2 separate regions of the Gossypium hirsutum genome follow, and region 2 is linked to region 1. The links are chromatin contacts, called in public Hi-C maps. All regions are on one chromosome and are shown on one strand. The core of a region is the stretch at or near the end of the contact, and the rest is flanking DNA. Distances in the headings are between cores, read along the strand shown. Region 1 holds the start of LOC121231911 (ribulose-1,5 bisphosphate carboxylase/oxygenase large subunit N-methyltransferase, chloroplastic). Region 2 holds the start of LOC107955304 (indole-3-glycerol phosphate synthase, chloroplastic).

The links. A called contact is a pair of places that touch in the nucleus more often than the background predicts.
Region 2: a Hi-C map of leaf shows a contact between it and region 1, with 1.8 times the contacts expected there. The contact joins the promoter of LOC107955304 here to the promoter of LOC121231911 in region 1. A contact is called at or near these places in 2 of 34 Hi-C or Micro-C datasets (both in leaf).

What each region holds. Positions count from the first base shown.
Region 1 is chrA07:54,360,216-54,365,739 of Gossypium_hirsutum_v2.1, reverse strand. It overlaps LOC121231911 (ribulose-1,5 bisphosphate carboxylase/oxygenase large subunit N-methyltransferase, chloroplastic), which reads right to left and starts at 2,034. Exons shown (of 12, transcript XM_041116966.1): 1 at 1,562-2,034; 2 at 1,162-1,325; 3 at 953-1,036; 4 at 780-837; 5 at 347-400. The coding sequence starts at 1,573.
Region 2 is chrA07:54,533,626-54,539,149 of Gossypium_hirsutum_v2.1, reverse strand. LOC107955304 (indole-3-glycerol phosphate synthase, chloroplastic) reads left to right here and starts at 2,593. Exons shown (of 10, transcript XM_016891041.2): 1 at 2,593-2,889; 2 at 2,965-3,207; 3 at 3,315-3,491; 4 at 4,181-4,255; 5 at 4,351-4,395; 6 at 4,499-4,663; 7 at 4,958-5,036. The coding sequence starts at 2,740.

The sequences.
Region 1 (5,524 bases), core at 785-3,284:
CAGAGATATATAGTTTCATATACTTTATTCTTTAAAAAAAGAAAAAGAAAGAATCTAGGCTTCTCAATCATTTTATAGTGCTTCTTGCATGTGTAACCATTTTCCAAGTAACCAGGTCTATAATTTATAAAAGTAGAGAGCGATAAGAAAACATAAAATTATGAATTTGCTTACTTTGATAAATCACTTAATTCTAGACAGCATTGTGGGATCAGTTTACGCTTCAAAACAAATTACCAAACTTTTCGCAAAATGGAAAATAACTCGTTCAAAACCCCAGCCATGTTTCGAATTGCAAACACAGAGCTGATTACGTAAACATCCATTTCTAAATAAGCTTACTTACCAATCGTGAGAAAAGAATGCCAAAGGACCATCTGAATGTCTCCATATTGAATACCTGCAGATTTATAGTAAAAAATAAAAAGAGGGCTCTTTCATGAACCACAAGAAATAAGCAGAGTCCTTGAAATTCAGATTCAATGCATTGGGGTTGAATCCAACGTCTCTTCTCAATCTAAAACCTTAATTTAAAGAATGCAGGATACTTGCAAAGAAAAGTTGGGAATACAATATTAATACAAACAAACTTAATTACCCTACTAATTTTGCTCAAGTATAAAAGCTCGGATAAGAAAGTGATACTTGCTTGTGATTGAACTAAAAGACCTGCTATCATCTACACATAAAGATGTTCATAGTGCGGCGGCATCAGCAGATGAATGTTTCAAAGTACACTAACATAGCGGAAAAGTAGTTGTTAACTATAGAGTAAGTACCTCTTCCGGGAATATATCAGGATACTTGGAAAATATCCTAAGTCTTAAATCATTGTATCTACATGAAACATGAGATCAAATGATTAGAAGCAAATTGGAACTCTGTATACTCGGGATATGTCAGCAGAAATAGAAAAGCAGAGACCAACAAGAGTAACAGTAAGGAGACATACGTTCCTATAACATCAGTAACTCTTTCGATAGCCCGCTGCCTTATCTGAGATGCTTCAAGATACCTGTCTAGCTCTGCACGTGTCCTGAAACAATACAGAGAGGCTGTAGAGAGAAAATCTGAGAGTAGACCCTTTTCCTGTAGCAAGATAAAAACTCTTTTTAAGAGCTCTTACCATGTGAAAGAAGAACTGAATTAAAATAAACTCACCAGTATAAAAGTGAATAGGGTTGCCGAGGAAGGGCTGAAATATAATTGCACCATCTTGAAGATTTTTGGGCACTTGCTTCACTAATAAGATAGGTTGCTAACAATGGCCAATCTGGAACGGAATACTGTTTTAATACTTGACCAGCCTCAGGGGAACTCCACTCCTGCCACACAACAATCACAGCAGCACTTGGAAACTAAATTAAAGAACTATGAACTTCAAACCACTTAAATAGAAATATTTCAGAAAGGAACTTTTGGACCCATGAAAGGATATAATACCTAAACCCAATTTCTTTTTGCTACGAAAGATGGTAAGGAAAATTAAAAAATTGGTGCTGATATCTTACTGAATCTGCAGTGATGAAAAGCGAGGGAGGTACAAAGAGAAGCTTCTCACCCTTCCTGACATTCTTCAAAGCAACCAATCCTCTCTCCCCTACTGCCACTTTGTCTATGGCCATCTTCTGGGGAGGCAACCCTGAATCCGAAAGCCATTTCTGAAGCGCCTCTGCGTTCTCCAAGGAATCAATGTCGCAGCCCCAAGGCACTTCCTGGGTCGCATTCGACGACGTCGATTTGGTTTCGCTTGTGGAAACTGAGCATTGAACTGGACGTGGTGCTTTCTTGAGAGAGAGTGAAGGGTAAACGTGAGAATTGTAACATGGCTTGCTGAGTTGTAGAGAGAGTGTTGGAAAGAGTGTTGAATGGAAGATTCTAGAAGCTTCCGCCATGGCCGGGAACTGAGAAGGGATTACCTTATCTGATAGAGAAGGAAAGGTTGGGAAAGAAGAGAATCCCAAGCGAGAGGCTCTGAGGGCTTTGGTCGTTTTCGACAGTTATCATTATATGCGCGGTTTTTAATGTTCTCAAACGAGGCGTTTCATTTTTCATTTCCTCTCTTTTAATTTGTTTTTACCTTTTTTATTTTTATTTTTATTTAATTATCGAAACAGAAGATAATAAAGCAGATAACAGAAATATAATAACCAATGTTTTAAAAATCGTACGGAAGGTTGAGCCGCTCAAGTCTTTAAAATACTAACAGTTCGTTATAATGGAATAGAGTTGTAATAAAATATAATTGTAATAAGTAATTTAACTGTTTAGTTGAATGAAATGTAATAAAAATGTATAGTATTTTTGTGTTTGGTTGAATGAAATGATGTTGTAATAGCATAAAAAAAATTAAAATGACCAAAATACCCTTAGCAGAATTTTTTTAAGTAGATTATTATTGTTATTGTTATTAAATTTTAATAAAATTTATTATTAAAAATAATTTAATAAAAATAATAAATAATTTAATAAAATTCTTAATATAATTATTATTATATAAATTTAAAAATTATAATTATTATTATGTTTTTTTTTGTTTTTTGTGTTGTTTGTATTTCAATTATTTTTCTTGCCCTCCCTTAAGTATGTGTCATTTGATTAGCATTCATATTGTTGCAAGAATAAGAGAATGTGAATTATCTAGATTGTAGAAGAACATAAATTGCATAGAGTGTGTTTATCTTTGTATTTAATAGTGAAAAAAGATTATGAATAATTTCATAAGATATATTCACATAATTTATTACTGATAAATCCCAACCAAAATAACTGAAATTGAAATTCACCAACAACTTGGAGGCTATGACAGTTTTGGTCAAATAGTCATAGCCCAAATACAAAATATAATGAACAAATTCACATGCATGTAGAAAGATCATTAGCTACTGGTCAAATACAAAATATAATGACAGTTTTGGTCAAATAGTCATAGCCCAAATACAAAATACAAAATAATACTAATTATCACCATAGGATCTTTAGTAGCAGAAAGATCATTAGCTACTGGACATTTTTGTTTAGCTAAACTTCTAGAATTCGCAATCAGGCCAGAATGCCTCATGCGTGTAGGATCTGCTGAAGACCAACCAGAAGATTTGGTCTCTTCACCTGTGGAAAATCTACCATATCATCATGTTGCTCTAGATAGACCATGGGGCATTATCTAAAAATACTATATGACTAAATATACATAAATAAAAGAAATAATCAAGTAAAAAATAAACTATTGCAATATATGACTAGAAAAAAATCAAGAGCAAGAAAAATAGAACATGCCTGACTGACTATCAGCAATTGCACCTGCAAGAGGTAAGTCAGAGCTAGTTCCAGCACCAGGGCCCTGGAAAACATTTAAAAATGCAACATACAATCAATAAAAACTAGTCAAAGGTGGTGCAAAAGTGGATTATTACCCTTAGATCTCTCTTCTTCAGCTTGTTCATTATAGAAAATTGTTTGAGCCTAGCTTTCACAGTCTCACCCAACAGAACGTTGGGTGCTTTCTTGGCATTTTGTAGCTATGAATGTTCTGCATACAATAGTTGGGATGATTTTTCATGCATAGAAAATATATATCAACATAAATAAAGCATGCAACATGTACAGAAGGTTACCAAGTACTTCCTATACTGTAAGATGCTGCTTTGGATCAGGATTAAGCATTTTCTTTACAAGGTCTTTTGCAGTGTCTAAAACCTTAGGCCATGGGTCCCTCTTAAAGTCAATAACAGAGCGAATAATTGCTTGAGTCACCCCCTGCTCAGTCTCTGTATGCAAACATGACTAGCCAGTTTAGACATAAGAATACCTCTAAAATGGCATGTAATTCTTCCTTGGCTATTCCAATTCTATCAGTGTCACTTGAATCAACAACATAAATTATTGCTTGTGTATTTGGGAAATAGCATCTCCTATGACAGCCCTAAATTGACCCTAGTCGGAAAGTGGTTTCGGGACCACTAAACCGAGTCATAAAAAAATAATTAACCGTCCTAATTGATGCTCATTATATGTACTTATGCATGTGTGAAAATTTCATGTTTGAATTTTGTTAATTGTAAGTGAATTTTAGTAAATAGGACTTATGTGAGAAAATTTAGAAATGTGCTAGGCAAATGTAAAGTGGCCTATTAATGCATGTTATAGAAATGGTGGGTTTGCATGTCAAATTGCCCAATATTTGAGCTAGTGGCCGGCCATGCTATGAGTGGAAACATGTCACAAACATGTTATGTTAGTGATGTATGTTAGGAACAATAAAATAAGGAGTATGGGTAATAAAGAAATGGAAAAAGGAAAGAATGTGTGTGATTGTTTCTTCCCCTTCCCATTGCCGTGAATGTAAGAAAGAAAACAAAAAAAAAAGTGTCCATCTTTTTTTCATTTCTCTTGGCCGAATGTTCTAAGGAAGAAAGAAAAACAAGTTGTGTTCTTTGGTTCTTCTTGGCCGAATTGAAAGGAAGAAGAAGGGAGTGAAGCAATCGGTCATATTAGGTCACTATTAAGGTAAGGAAGTTTGTACTAGCTCTTGAAATTTTAGTTGATATTGAGTGAGTTATCAAGTGATTTTTGTAAACCATGTTGAAATTTTGATTTTGGGGGTGAGTATGGTTTTCGGCTATAAAAGATTAATAAGGGTGATGGTTGTGTTTCATGCTAAACTTAGATGAATAATGGTAGTTTGCTTACATCTTGATATCTATGAGTTCCTTTCTTGGTTCTACCATAGACCCACGAAGTATATGTTTATTTGGTGTTGTTGGAGGTTTATGATAGAAGCTAATGAGTGAGAGTTTGATAGGTACTATGAGGTTAAACTTCATGAGATTGTAAGCTTGTAAGTTGGATGATGAAATTCATGCTTTGTGAAGGTAAATGGTGTAGAAGGAGCATTCGGCCATGAAAAAAAAAAGAAAATTTATGATGAATTAAGTTAGAAGCTATTATAATGTACTTGTGCATTCGGGTATGGGATGAAAATATATGAGATGGTTATAATCAGCCTTGTGATTCGGCTCTTGCATATATATATATATATTTGCACATGATGTATTGGTATGATATATATCATCTCAAGGTATATGTTTATATATGGTGGTGTTTTAGTTATGGAGTAAATGATGGATGCGTATTGAGTTATAATATGTAATGCATTAGTTAGTAAAATGTATGTCATTTATATGAGGTACTAAGTATATAATTGGCCTCAACGTAGACATGCATATTCGGCCACATGAGATGGATTGGCGTTGCATGTATTCTGTTAGAGGCAAGCATATTGATGCTTTTATCTTGGCTTAGACAATCGGCTAAAAGGAAGTGTGGGATAATATGTCGAGTTGATTCATGATTTCATATGTATGTGACTTTAATGTCTAATGAATATATATGGGCTAAGTACCTTGAGTTCTTCTTTTCGATGCTCAAAATGATTAAATCAATTTATTTGTTAAATTAAGCTCAAGAGCAAAGGGGAACTAGATCCGATAAAGGGAAGGAAAAAGTGGTCGAATAGCCATCGAAA
Region 2 (5,524 bases), core at 1,344-3,843, 170 kb before region 1:
ATTTAAAATTTTAAACTCACTCGTCGGATTAAGTGATCTCGAATCACTATTTTCGGCACCAATGAAAATTAGGCTGTTACATGATTGATGACTAATCAATGCCAAGAATGGCGTCTAATAAAGCGCCTAAGACTGCAGCAATATGAGGCATCTGCCTATGTCCACCGCAAAAGGATTTGTCATCCGACAAAGTTCGCGATAAAACATAGCTAACACTGCGAACCCCAACTGTACGAACGGATGTTATGCAAATTAGATAATAGGGGCAAGTACATCAAGTACACCCCCTATAATGTGCATAATGTAAGCTTGAACGGCGTGCATCACCCTCCCATTCACTGGCAGTACTCGGTATATGCTTGAAACTGGCCTTTAGCCATGAAAACCTCAAACCCGTAAATTTTCCCTCATTAGGCAAGCGTCCAAGTAAGTTATAGCAAAGGGCGGCCGATCTAAAGATCTAATTTACGCCTATGACCGCATTCCCGTTGATGGGGAGCCCGAGCTACAGTGCAACATCTTGTAGAGTGATGGTGCACTCTCCACATGACAAATGAAATGTGTGGGTCTCCGGACACCATCGCTCTATCAAAGCAGATATTAAGTCATATAGCAGATCAAAGGTCCGGATCAATGCCACTGATCCGGATCTGGCTAACTCCAAGTATGGCATTAGACGTTCATCTAGCGGATAGCCTATACTATAAACACGACCCTTCAATGCGCGGTACGAGCCTTGACATTATTAAATTAGCAAAATAGTTAATATAATCTAATTTAATTTCGTAAATGACGTGAGTGACAAATAACAATTTTATTATCATCTCATTAATAGTACTTGATATACGATCATCATTATTAATCAAAGAACCTATTTGTTGCAAATCTACAATTAAAAAAAAGAATTCATTTAATTTGCTGCAAAAAGCACAGTAAATAATTTGGAATTTGAGTAACAAAAAAAAAACACAGGAAAAAACACAATAAAAAATATCTCATAAATTCTCATATTTTACCTACATAAAAAAATTATGTTAGTTTATAATAATATAATTAAAATAAACATAAAATATCTAAACATAAAAAACATACGAATCGACAAAAAATAAAATAGAAACATACATGTTTAGCTTCTTTCAAACAACCTATAAAATTATATAAAAACAAATTTAATCAACATTTCAATAAATAAAAAAATTATCAAATAAATCAAAAACAAATAAAATTACATTATAACAAATCACAATACACATTAAACTAAACAAAAAATTTATAACCTAATCATAAATTACTAACAAAATAACTTTAAAATAATTTAAAAAACACAAAAAATTACATTTATAACAGGTCACATTAAACACTAAACTAAACACAAATAATTTATAACCTAATAATAAATTACTAACAAAATAACTTCAAAATAATTTAAAAAATTAAATTAATAAAAAATCACAATAAAATAAACTAAATACAAATAATTTATAACCTAATCAGAAATTACTAATAAAATAACTTTCAAATAATTAAAAAAAACAAAAAATTTTACATTCATAAAAAATCACAATAAACATTAAATTAAATACAAACAATTTATAACCTAACCATAAATTACTATCAAAATGTCTTTCAAATAATTTTAAAAATACAAAAAAAATAATTACATTCATGAAAAATCACAAAAAACTAAACTAAACACAAAAAATTTATAACCTAATCATAAATTACTAACAGAATAACTATAAAATAATTAAAAATAAAAAATTTACATTCATAAAAATCACAAAACACTAAACTGAACACAAATAATTTATAACCTAATCATAAATTATTAACAAAATAACTATAATTTTTTTTAAAAAAATTTTACATTAATATTAATTCATAAAACACTAAACTAAATACAAACAATTTATAACCTAATCATAAATTATTAACAAAATTACTTTCAAATAATTTAAAAAATAACATTTATAAAAAAAATAACAAAACACCAAACTAAACACAAACAATTTATAATAATTAATAATAAAAACAATATAAAATAATTAATCCCTTTAAATTAAAAAATATTAATTACTAAAATAATACATACTTTTTTTTTTCTTTTTCTTTCTTTCTTTCTTCCCCTTCCTCACTTATCTTTCCCTTTTTTTTTTCTCATTGCGAGACCCTTCTTGTGACCATGTTTATAAGGTCTCTCATTCTCTCTTTTTTTTTTCAGGGACTAAATACTGAAAAGTTATAATGTACAGGCGCGACGAAGAAGACGAATGATTAGAACCAGTGTCGCCTATCAAGGAGGTATAACTATTGTCGCCAGTTCAAGTGAAGTCATTTTACGCGGGCCGGTCATGAGTCAAAGTTTGACCCATATTTTAACCGTATATCTATTATATAAAAATAATTTTATCTATATAAATAGAATCGCTAAATAAAATAAAATATGTGCGAGAAAGGCACCACTCCCACATACCGTTTTGTTACTTAATTAAACTGAGAAACCATTTTGATATTAAGCCCAAAAGTATCTTCCATAAAAAACAAAACACATTCAGATAAAACGACGAAATTAATAATAATAATAAAAGGAAAGAAAAATCTTTATTAAAAAAAAGAAACAAAAATCTTGGAGAAATTACCATTTATACATACCAGATATATCTTTCATGTTCCCCACTTCGACTGTAAAAAGTGTATAAAATCAAAGTGCAGGAGCTAGGGTTTCCATCAATTGCAAAAATGGAGGGATTAGTTTCAATGAAAACAGCTTCTGGAATTTCCTTCCACTCTATTCCTTCCCCTAATCAGCGACCTAATTTCTTCCTCAGACGCTCCTCAATGGACCTTCAGCATCGGCGATTCCATTTTCCCTCCATTCGAGCTCAACAGGTTATTAATAATAATCATTTTACTTACACACATTGAATCTAATACTCTTCTTTCTAAAATAAAATTTGTGTGTAGTCGGGGACGATATTTCCGGGAAAAGAAGGTGAGGAAGATTCTTTGAAGGTAAGGGAATGGGAAGTTGGAATGTTGCAAAACGAAGTCGCAGCGAGTCAAGGGATTAGAATACGGCGGCGTCCACCGTCGGGTCCGCCTTTGCATTACGTGGGTCCCTTCGAATTCCGTTTACAGAATGAGGGAAACACTCCTCGTAACATTCTTGAAGAAATAGTTTGGCACAAAGATGTGGAAGTTTCCCAAGTAAATTTTTTTAATTTTATTTTTTACAATTTTAATCAGGTCAAGGTATTCGTCCTTGCCTTTTTTTTTAACTGTATGGTGATATAATGATTTTTTGGGTTTGGCAGATGAAAGAGAAGAAGCCTTTGCTTTCATTGAAGAAGGTTATCGAGAATGCACCTCCAACTAGAGATTTCGTCGGGTCTCTTAAAGCTGCCCATTTGCGGACTGGATTGCCTGGTTTAATTGCTGAAGTTAAGAAGGCTTCGCCTAGCAGAGGAATTCTCAGAGAGAATTTTGACCCAGTTAAGTACCTTTCTTTATTTCTAGTCCATGCTTTTTGGAAGAAAATTATCCTAATTTAATAATATACTTATTTTATAAATAAATATATCTAATGGTACATTTATCAATCATCTAACCGCGTTTATGATACTTACTATTTGATACGAAAATTTGACTTGGATTTGTCATAAAATTGAGGTTCTTCCCCCAACGAGATTAGAGGAGTCATAAAATGTCCTGCTGATGAAAACCCGCTAGTGAGGTTTGAGGGTTGGAATTTATAAACACCATCTGGTATATTTATGATGTTATTAATGAATTAATCAAATATTTTTCAGTAAACATTTGTCAGCTTTCTATCTCTTGCATGGTTTATAAGATAATACAAGTATAGATACTCTATAAGATTTAAGGTTGTCTTCTTGGAATTATGGTTGGGAGGAAATTTTGATATTTTAGAGTATGTTTTAATCCGGGTAAAACCTTAGAGAAAGAGTGAACTAACCTTCCATATATTTTTTTATATAAGATTAAAGTTGTCTTCTTGGAATTATGGTTGGGAGGAAGTTTTGATATTTTAGAGTATGTTTCAATCCAGGTAAAACCTTGGAGAAAGAGTGAACTAACCTTCCATATCTATTTTTATTGTATCATTTTATTTCTTTTTATTTCTGAGTAATTTGTGATATGTTTATGTTTCTTGTGATAGGTTGAGATTGCTAGAGCATATGAGAAGGGTGGAGCCGCTTGTCTGAGTGTTTTGACTGATGAAAAGTATTTTAAGGTAAACATTGCCATTTTTATTTTTGTTTTTGAAGATTTTGTATCCAGTTGCTTAGTCTATTTATTAATTCTCTGACTTGCTACTCGTCAATCAAGGGAAGCTTTGAAAATTTGGAGGCAATACGTAATGCTGGAGTAAAGGTTTGTTGGATAAGTCATTTGTTATTTGATCTGTAATCTTGATTTTTTTCTTTTATATACACTTGGTTAATCAGTATACATCTTGCCATCATAACGAATGCAGTGTCCTCTATTGTGCAAAGAATTTGTAATAGATGCATGGCAGATATATTGTGCTCGAATTAAAGGAGCAGATGCTATACTTCTAATTGCTGCTGTTTTGCCCGATCTTGACATCAGATACATGATTAAAATCTGCAAGATGCTTGGTTTGGCGGCTCTTGTAGAGGTTAGACAGAGCTTTCTTTGTTATTATTATGGTTTCATCAGTTTTGAATTGTTCAGGTTATTTTTGGATTCATGAAACTTATTTCTTTTGGGAGCTAATTTTCATAATTATCGAGCATTTTGAGGCCGTTCTTTTCCCTTCAATTGGAAATGCTTTTTATGCTTTTACAAGTTGTATGATGCTATGATTTGAACTTATGGCATCATAACCAGATTCTAACATTTGGTTTTATTAACGGTTCATATACAACTTTTTCTTTCCAATATATGCTCTTTTTTTATTGTTTTCCTTTAGGTGCATGATGAGAGGGAAATGGACCGTGTTCTTGGTATAGAGGGGATTGAACTTATTGGTATCAATAATCGTAACCTTGGTAAGGTTTTTCAAGTTTTTGCAATTGCTAATTGAGTTGCCTCATTCTGATCATAGTTTAAACTTGTTTCTTTGATGTTGCCAACTTGTATGACTTGTTTGAGAAGGTATAAATGTGTGGATCGGATCCGAATCACAGGTGTTCACAATTGTTATTTTGAAAACTGGTTTTCTGGGGACAATGCTAGCCAGAGCAGAAGGGGGAAAATGAATTCAAAATAATTTAAAGATTAGTTCATAACTCTATATACATATGCATATGATCACATCACTTAGAATATTTACATGGATATTATTTCCAATTGTTAAAATAAATGTGTGATAGAATGAATAGAGTTGCAGGTTTTTAACCCTTGCACCCACCAAATCTAGAAGGTAAAAAAGTAAATTCCAATAGAGTAGTTCTTGCTAACATCTTTGAAAAATTTTAAACTTGACCTGCCTTTGGATAATTCAAAAATAAGGCTATGATAATATGACCTAATTGTG